2 separate regions of the Mus musculus genome follow, and region 2 is linked to region 1. The links are chromatin contacts, called in public Hi-C maps. All regions are on one chromosome and are shown on one strand. Each heading gives the region's core, a stretch centred on a gene start, on an enhancer-like site or on the middle of the called end of the contact. The rest is flanking DNA. Distances are from core to core; before and after follow the strand shown.

Region 1 (4,814 bases), core at 812-3,311:
ACATTGTGGTCTGTGAATTAATTTATCAAGACTATTTTCAATTTACAAATAAAGAAATTACAAGTTGAGGTTAAATGATTCACCCGAATTGAATTCACCTTACCCCTTCTCTCAGGCTTTCACTCTCAGTTCTTTAATATTTTTTTCTAGAAAGGCAACTAATAATTTTCTTTTGAAAACCCCCAATGCAAAGACGAAATTGTTGCCAGGCATAGTGTGCCATGGTATTCCAGGCATAGTGACACATGCCTTCCATCCGGACACCAGGAAGACAGAGGCAGGTAGATCTCTGGGAATTCAAGGCCAGCCTGGCCTTCTACATAGCTAGCTTCAGGATAGCAAAGGCTACACAAAGAGACCCAGTCTCAAAAACAATAAACAAACAAACAAACAAACATATAAAATCATATGGACTTACCCAGATTAATTGAATATTCTACATTTTAAAAACATGGGGATGTACAGATTAAATTTAAAAAAAACTTAGTATTATATCCATGTTTTTATAGTAAGACACATCTGCCAGAATGATATCCTACCGATGTGTGGGAAACTATATATTTGCTTCAAATTCCAGATCCTACTGGAGATATTAAGGAGACATTAACTAAGGTGTAATAGTACTGTGCCCAGTTTGTAAGTTGTTACCTTGGGCACATATCTTATTACAATCTTGAAAGCTTAACATTATGTGTAAGGCTCAAAGTAGCAAAGAATGAGAAAAATGGAAATTAAAGTTAAGAATTGTTACTACTGTTTTTGTCAGTCATACAAACAAAACATCCCAAATTTCATTTTCAATAAGACTAGTATATTTCTACATACAATACAGCTGTGATAGTTCACCTTTCTCACAAGCCTTAGTAGTATCTTTCCAGGGGCTACAGAATTACACAATTAAGTCATTGCATCCCAAAGTTCACTCTACCATCGAGTCTTCATGTGTTAAGAAAGAATACTTTCCTAAAGGTCTTTTGTGGAATTTCTTGATTAAAACAGCTTCAACTCTTTGCACAAAGTAAAAGAGCAAGAAAATCAAATGATCTGCAAGACACAAAGAATGAGTCACCCTGGGCTGCACCATCCATCCTCAGTGGGCTCTGTCCAACGCTTAGGTGAGGAGGATGTGGCTTATCTTTTTCACAACTCAGAAAAGGTCTGCAGCAACCCATAAATGCAAATGCTACTGAGGACCAGAGAAGCCTTGGATGTTTGACACTGGTCTCTCGTTGAGGTCGTAGATCACTCCTGATTTGCCAGCTCACCTCAAAAATAACGATGAAAGCTACCGACTGCTCTGCCACCTGCTGCCCCAAGACAACAGGAATAGACCCTTTTAAAGAGCTGGTAGGTCCAGGGTTGATAGGTTACATTTAGGTAGTCTTGTTGGGGTCCTAAAGCTTCAAGAAGCTGTCATTCCTACCAAAATAATCGTTCCATAGTCACTCTGTAACCATGGCTACGGCGCACCTTCAGTCTCGACTTGAGCTAAAACGACCTCAAGAAGAGTCCAACCTCCCGCTAGATGACAGCAAGTTCCGCGCTTTTCGATTTCCGGGAACGTTTGAAGTCCCGCCCGCCACCCGGCTTCCGGAAACAACGAGCCCCGCCCTCCGGTCCACGCGCAGAAATCGCGCGGCCTCCGCCCCTTCCGGGAAACCAGCTTCTGAGGAAACTAGCGGCGGCGCCCCTGGCCTCGACCCCCGCGCTGACTTACCTCAGAGGCCTTCCCGCGGCCAAGTACCCCGGCCTAGGTGAGGAAGGACGGGCGGTGGACGTCAGGAGCGGCGCCTCGCCGTGGCTGCCCGGCCGGGACGGCCCTGGGCCCTGACGAGGACCGGTCGGAGTTCGGTGCTGAAGTGGCGCCCAGCCACTCGCAGGTCCCCCACAGCCTGCCGCCTCCCGCCGCGTCCAGCTCGCACCTCCGCGGGTCCGCACCGCCGCTGGACTCCCGGGAGGTGAGCGGCACCGACACCCGCGCTCCCGAGGCCGTTCCGGGGGCCGCTGGTCCTCCTCTAAGGACTACTGGGGTGGTGCTAGGCTGCGGCCGCCCCTGTCTCCGCCTCTGCTCACGCCCCGGGGCTGTGTGCACGGGCGAGCGCCAGCCTCCCAGCTGGGCATTGAGCTCTACTGAGCATGCCAGGTTCGCAGCACGACCATCCCGGAGGCCCGCGGGCGGAAGGAATGGCACTTTTGCCTTGCTTTCTGAGCGAGTTCTGAGAGAGCCCTTAAAAAAAATAATACGGCGGTCATAGCTGCTATATGTCAGGGCGGAGACCGCTTGGCCCGCTAGATAGCGCTGTGTGCGACAGTGGCCTTTGCAAGCTTTGTGGGTTCAGAGGTGACACGGTGACAGAACCACTGGTAAATTATCGTTCGTCCACCACAGCAGCCTGTCGAGGAAGAAACGTGATTAATTTGTAGCCCTCGAAAATAGTAGTTGAAACCCCAAGCAGAAACTGTGTTGCTGCAGGTGTCATTAAGAAGAAAGTTGCACGATAGTCCAGTGATCCCTTATTGTCAAAAGATAAATATGACAAGACAGAGAGAGGGCCACAAAAGACACGATAAAGGAGTCTTATTAAACCATACACACGACCACTTTAAGAAAATTCACAGCCATTTTACCAGATACCTCACCATACAAATAAGCATTAAAAAGATGCTCAATGTCAAAGGACATTAGGGGAACTCAACTTTGATGTAGAGTACACATAAAATGCCCCCAAATCCCAAACATTCACCGATGTTAACAAAAACGTACACTAACTGAAAATCACATACATTCCTGCAAAGAATGCAAAACCTTTATGGTTACTGTATGATTTATCAGTTTCACATACAGGTATGTACCCAAATGAACATACATCTAGTGTATAAACACATGTACTTAAGTTGGGTTTTTTGTTTGTTTGTTTGTTTGGAGTTCTTTCCGGGTGGGATTGGGTGTGTGTGTGTGTGTGTGTGTGTGTGTATAAAACTCCACATATGGGAGGCCAGGAGCCCACCTCCAGTTAGCTCCTTCTTACAATGCATCTTTTTCTTTTCCATACAAGGTATTACTTTTACCTTTTGCTTGTGGAATGGACTAAGCTGTCTGGCCAAGGCAAGAGGCACCAGGGGTGTCTCCATGGCCAGTTTTGTTTGTTTGTTTCTGTATGAGTGCTGGGGATTGAACTCAGATCCATATGTTGCCATGGAAAGCACTTTGCTGAAGGAACCATGAGCTATCTTCTTCAGGTTCCTGTACATTGTTTTTCCTTAAGTTTTTTGTTTGTTTTATTTACGAGTGTGTATATAATAGAGTGCAGATTCTCCTAGAGGCCACAGAAAGGTATCAGGTCCCCTGAAGTTAGAGTTTACAGGTGAACTGTCTGGTGTGAGTCTGGGAACCAAACTTGGGGTCCTCTGCAAGAGCAGTATGTGCTTTTAACAGCTGACTCACACTTCCAGCTCCTGTATCTGAAAAATTTAAAGGTTTATTTGATATGTCTGAGTGCTTTGATTGCACGTTTGTGCACCACTTGCATGCCTGGCGTCCATGGAGGTCAGAAGAGGGCATGGGATCTCTTGGAATTGGAGTTATGGATAGTTGTGAGTCACCATATGAGTGCCAAGACCCAGGTCCTCTGCAAGAACAACTACTGAGCCATCTCTCCCATTACTGTATTTAACTTTTGCAGCAGCTTTTCATAATTGCCAAAACTTGAAAGCAAATAAGTTACATTTCAATAGCTCTAGTAAATCTACCACAATGGACTACTACCTAGCACTAAAATCAATTATAGAATTAAAAAAAAAAAGAATTTGGTGTGTTCTTGTGTTTTCTAAGAAAAAAAAAATCAATCTTAAAAAACTAAGTTACAGTGTATGACTTCAAAGATGACGTCCTCAGTGAGAAAAAGTTATGAAAGGCCAGTGGTTGCCACGAGATTGCAGAGAAGTGGGGTATATAAGCAAAGCATAGGGGACTTTTTTTTTTTCCAACCTGAAACTGTTGGATCTGACTATAGTCCCATAGATACCTGTCATGGCATGTCCCGACTGGGTGCTCTAGAGAGGCAGAACTAAAAAGATAGAAAGGAAGATAGAAAGATAGTAGATTTTGGGGGGAGGAACTGGACTGGGAAATTTATAGAGACTGAAAACTTTTGTATGGATCTGTAAACTGAAGACCTGTGTTGCTGGCCATTCTTAAACTTGATACCTCAGGATAGGGAAGCTAATAATGTCCCTTTCCAGTATATTGCTAGTTTTTATTGCTGTTAACATCTTACTAGGCTTAACGTAAATTACAAGTTAACGAGAGAGAGGGAGAGGGAGAGAGAACATTTTGCCATACTTGTCTTTCTCTTATGCTCCACGCACCTTAATTTTTTTAAGTCACTGCCTAAATCACATCTTGAAAGGACAAGGATATTCTATAGTAGCATTTTTATAACTGCTACAGTGAATGTGAAATTTTTGTTTTAAAGTCTGCCATGTGAGTATATTCTTCTGTACAAATACTAGAAAGGACCCAGAACTATTGTTCAGAGATGAGTAATGCCTACCTAATATCTGGGTTAGCATCTTTTTTTTCCCCTCCCTGTGCAAGTTGAGACTTAATGGCACCTTGAATGCCAAATAATTTTGTATTGCATTTGGATATTTTGGTAATCATAATATGCAAGGCTGTATGCTAGTCAGTATCTATGAGGAGTGTTGTTTTGTTTTATCCAGATGCCAACACAGTGAGGGTCAGGCCACAAGTTACATTATGTGCATAGGCAGTCTGATCTTGGTTCCATGTGTATATTAAGTAGCCTAAAGAC
Region 2 (4,640 bases), core at 477-2,976, 2.1 Mb before region 1:
AGAGACCACAGCTCTGTTCTGACTCTGCAACAAGGGGAAAACCTACTTTACAGATGTCAGCCATTTAGAAAGTTGCAAGTAAAACTCAAAATATTAATGGATCCCATTAAACTTGAGTCAGTGACCTGATCAAACAAACAGAAAGGGAACAAAAGGCAAGTTCTGTTCCATTTATTTAAAAATTAAATTTGAAATTTAAAAATCTATTTTGACTAAGACAAAAATCAAACAGGGGCTTAAGAGTGTTTTTATAAAAGCACTGTATCGTCAATACCTTTGATTGCCACTACATCAAGACGAGTAGGTATACTTAGATTCAAGGACAACAAGTTGCAAACATGTGATCCAGAAAAACACAGATTGTTTCGAATAGAGAATGAAAGCTTGATACACCAAAACAAATGATAAGGCATGGTAAATTGACTTCCGTCTTATCGTTAAAATGACTCTTTGCTGTATTTAGGGACAGAGAATTTGCAGGTAGTGGCTTGTTGCACCATCTTAATATAAAACAATATTCCAAAACTAACGAGTGAGTTCCAAACACAAGAACCAGAATTATTCGAAGCTTCTCTTCGCACAGTCCTAAGATCAAGGAACAACCCAAAAACTTAAGTACTTTAGTAAGCTGGTCCGTGATAGCTAAAAGCTGAGAAAAACCCTCTTTTTGCCTTGGGTCTGAAATGATGTCTAGGAAATCCCCTAAAGTCCTAAGGGTTCCCTTATTAATCATGACATCTAATTTATTTATGTGCTTGTTTGTTTATTTATGTTTACGCACTACAAAACCGTGCTCTTAACAAAAACAGTAGTGCATCCCACACTTTTAATCCCAGCACCGGGAAATCTGTGACCAGGAGCTCAAGGGCAGTCTGGACTACAAAACGAGACCCCGTCTCAAAAACAGGAAAGAAAAAAAAAAAAAAACAGAAAAGAAAAGAAAGAAAAAATAGTAAACAAACAAAAAATAGTGTAGCCCCTTAGTGAAGATCCCGGAAATGGAAGTCACAGCCGAATGCAAAGTGCATAACAGTCGGCGACCTGACACCTCTACTCTGCAGCAAGGCCAGCACTCACCCAGCGTACGCCGGGGAAACCAAACGCGGGCGTTTCGAAGTCCGCAAAGCGGCCACACACTCACTCCGCCGTCACTGAGCTTAACCTCTGGCTACCGAGACGCTGGGCGCGCTGGGCGCCGCCATCTTGACGGGAAGAGGCCAGGGCCCTAGGTCCCTTGAGCCGCTCGCCCAAAGACAAGCCGGTGCGCCAGGAAGTCGCCAGCTAGTTACCTCCGCACCACTGGCGCTGCGTCCCCCAGTCACGATGACACTGATAAACTCAGGCTGCCAACCAGACGGATCCAAAGCAAAGTCACCCTCGTTTTCGTGCACAGCAGGTCAGGCAGCGCCAAAGACAGCCGAGCCGGGCAGGGGCAGGGCTGGGGAGCGCGGCTCGTAACCCAGGCAACGGGGCCTAGGCAGGTGTAGGGGGCGTGGTGTCAGGAGACACCGGGATCTCGGCCACGCCCCCGGGCGGTTCGAAAGGCGGAGGAGGCTTTGAGCCCTGGTGTTCGAGCCCGCGACTGTCCTCCCGAGGAGCGAGCCTGGGGCTGGACGGCTCGGCCTCCTGCCGCCCGAGGAGCCTGTGAGGAACGCGGAGCCTCCAGGACACGGGCGCCACCCCTTAGCTGCCCGCCGCCCTGCCTGCGGCGCCACCTCTCGCGCAGGACGCGAGCCAGGCCGCGCGCGAGCCAGGCGGAGCCTCTCTTCTCCTGCCTTCCAGCGTGCTTTTTTTTTTTTTTTTTTTTTTTTGCATCGTTTGACATTTGGGTTCAGTTAAACTTGGGGCTTCTACGAAGAAGGACCTGTTTGGTTTTGTTGTTAGGGTGTTTTTTGGTTTGTTTGTTTTTGTTTATTTTCAACATGGCAGCCTCCAGCCGCGCACAAGTTTTAGATCTGTACCGGGCGATGATGAGAGAGAGCAAGCATTTCAGCGCCTACAATTACAGGTGACCCGGGGGGAGGGCCGGGAATCGGGTGCCCAGCTCTGTCTGCGGGGGTCGCGGATCAGGCGGCCACAACCTGTGAAAGTGACAGGCTCCACTCCCATGACGCGCACGTGCAACTGTCCACCCCCAGGTGTGACCCTCAGAGCCCTGGAGGGGAGGAGCCAAGGACTTGCCCTTCAAATGCTGGGATACCTTCCCTGAACTGACACCCACATAGGGGCTTTAGGACCATTAAACAGTGTCCTGTTTCTGCGGTACAAAGTGATGAACGCGAAGCTACCAGTGAGAAGCTAGGACAAGGAAACTTAGGGCATACCTATATCTTGCCTTGAGATTACAAGAGTGGAAGCAGGCAGTCTAGACCACGTGGACACAAAACTGAAGGCTTGCTCTAGGGCCCCCTTTCATTTCACTAGTGTTTTAATTCGTGACGTTGGTTCCAAGTATCAGATACGTTCTTACTAAAGGATGGTGGAGAGGGGCTACATATTCATGTTAAAGGTAAAATGAGTTGCTAAGCCTTTAAAAACTGAATTCTTAGTTTATCCAGCCTCGCCAAACTGAAATCTTACTGCTAGATCCTAGAGTCTAGGACCTATAACAAGAGGACAGGAGCATCAATTCTTCAAAAACATTTAAAACTTAAATTTATTTTAAGTTATAAAATGTATGTTAATGAGTTACTATGCGTGCACCTCACTTAAATGCACTAAAACTTACATTTTTAACTCTGCCCCATTTCTTTCCTTGCTTGGCCTATTCCCCTACTTGTATGAGTCCCTTATACTTCCTTGCCACATGGTAGTGGTGCACACCTTTAACCCCAGCACTGGGAAGGCACAGGCAGCCAGAGCGCTGAAATCGAGGCCACCATGAACTACACAGAGAAACCCAGTCTCAAAAAAACCAAAACAACACACACACACACACACACACAAAACTCTACCTCAGAACCTCCACCTTCACAGTTTCTGCTTCTTTGAAACTTCTGACCCAACATTTCTGTAGAGTTTTAGGGTTTTTCTGATATTTGGTGTCTTATTGATTAATTACCTGAATCCTTTGAGATTGAATCTAAGAATAAGAATCTGATGAAACCAGCTCATTTTCTCCAGACAGTTTGCTTATTTTCATTTATTTCCCAAGTCTTTCAAGTACTTAACAAGCTGTCCTTCACAGCTGCCCAGGCATGGGCTGGGTGTCTTGGCAGTTAACTCCTGAAACAGACCTGGTTCTAGGTGCACCCTTCTCTAGGGATTGAGCTACCCGTCCGGCTATGCACTACTTTAGTCTGTGAACAGATGCACCAACTTTCCCAGCAGTAATTCATATTTCAGAAACCTGCTGAGAAAATAATAGTTGTCGTGTCAACTGAGAATAGCACATGGGTTGGACAAGTGAGCTCATACCCAGCCGAACATAGGTTTTGATTTTATGTGATGACATTGGCTTTGGAGGAGAGGGGGCATAAACACTAAACCTCCTGGTAGGAGTTTCCACAAATACCTGTTATTACTTACTATTGATGGAAGACAGGAAACATGGAAGTAAATGCTTGGAGTGTTCCTTGCAGTCTAGAAGATGTCTGTCTCAAGAATAAAAATGGACTGAATAAACAGAGACTAAGCAGAGGTTCACACTGGGGGGCCCAACTGGAAACAAGTTCTGTAAAACACTGATAGCAACCCTAACAGAATATGCAGCTTTAGAGTTACTGGGCCTCAAGGACTTAGTTTTCTTGGTGATGAAACTAATTCACTGGACTACACAGCCTCTTAGGGGCCTTTTCGTCCTAAACTTCCATCTGGAAGTGACTTAAGAGCCAATACAGAAAGGTAGGCTGTGCCTCACAGAAAATTGAGACTGAGCTTCAACACAAGCAGCTGTGTGCTGACACGCACGCAGAGAGTAGTCTGTGCCTCACACAGATGTAATTTCCACAGGAATCAGGTGCTCTCCTTTTCCAGATACCATGTATCGAAACCCTGTGAACCCTGCCAGCATTATGTCCCATGAAATAAAACTAGCGTCATATAAAATAAGACTGCCTTTACAAATACCCTATAGAATTCAAATATAGCCCTGTCCCTCCATTGTCAATCCAACACAGTCATTCACTAAGTACCCATTGAGCACTTCTTTGTGATGGACTATTTTTCATGAATCGAAACTAAGCACTAGAGAAACTAAGTCTGCAACAAGAAGGTGGAAAGGGCCACATATACCAGGGTATATAGTCTCTGCTGTGGAACCCAGATTTCATTCTTGGAGTTCTGAGGATTAGGTAAGGTCCTTTGGGCAGCAAGATAAAAGAATCTCAAGCTAGAAGTAAAGATGTCAGAGGGAGTTGCTTATAATGGTGCAGAGGATAAACTAGAGGACATAGAGAACAGACTTTTGGTAAATAGGTAAAGGAGAGTATTACAACTCTGATGATTTGTTGCTGTCTTAGTCACTGTTCTATTTCTGTGAAGAGACACCACAACCAAGGCGAGTCTTATAAAAGAAGGCATTTAATTGGGGCTGGCTTTCAGTTTCAGAGGTTTAGTTCATTTTCAGCATGGCAAGGAGCGTGGCAGCATGCATGCAGACATGGTGCTGGAGAAGGAGCTGGGAGTTCTACATCCAGGTC

Evidence for each region. Hi-C and Micro-C count contacts between places; a contact is called where the count stands out from the background.
Region 2: a Hi-C map of CD4 T cells shows a contact between it and region 1, with 5 times the contacts expected there. The contact joins the promoter of Lyrm4 here to the promoter of Ripk1 in region 1. A contact is called at or near these places in 1 of 39 promoter capture datasets (pre-B cells) and 1 of 484 Hi-C or Micro-C datasets (CD4 T cells).

What each region holds. Positions count from the first base shown.
Region 1 is chr13:33,999,610-34,004,423 of GRCm38.p6, reverse strand. It overlaps Ripk1 (receptor (TNFRSF)-interacting serine-threonine kinase 1), which reads right to left and starts at 2,061. Exons shown (of 11, transcript NM_001359997.1): 1 at 1,718-2,061. It also overlaps a transcript of Serpinb6a not described here.
Region 2 is chr13:36,114,443-36,119,082 of GRCm38.p6, reverse strand. It overlaps Lyrm4 (LYR motif containing 4), which reads left to right and starts at 1,726. Exons shown (of 3, transcript NM_201358.2): 1 at 1,726-2,008. The coding sequence starts at 1,923. It overlaps Fars2 (phenylalanine-tRNA synthetase 2 (mitochondrial)), which reads right to left and starts at 1,440. Exons shown (of 7, transcript NM_024274.3): 1 at 1,078-1,440.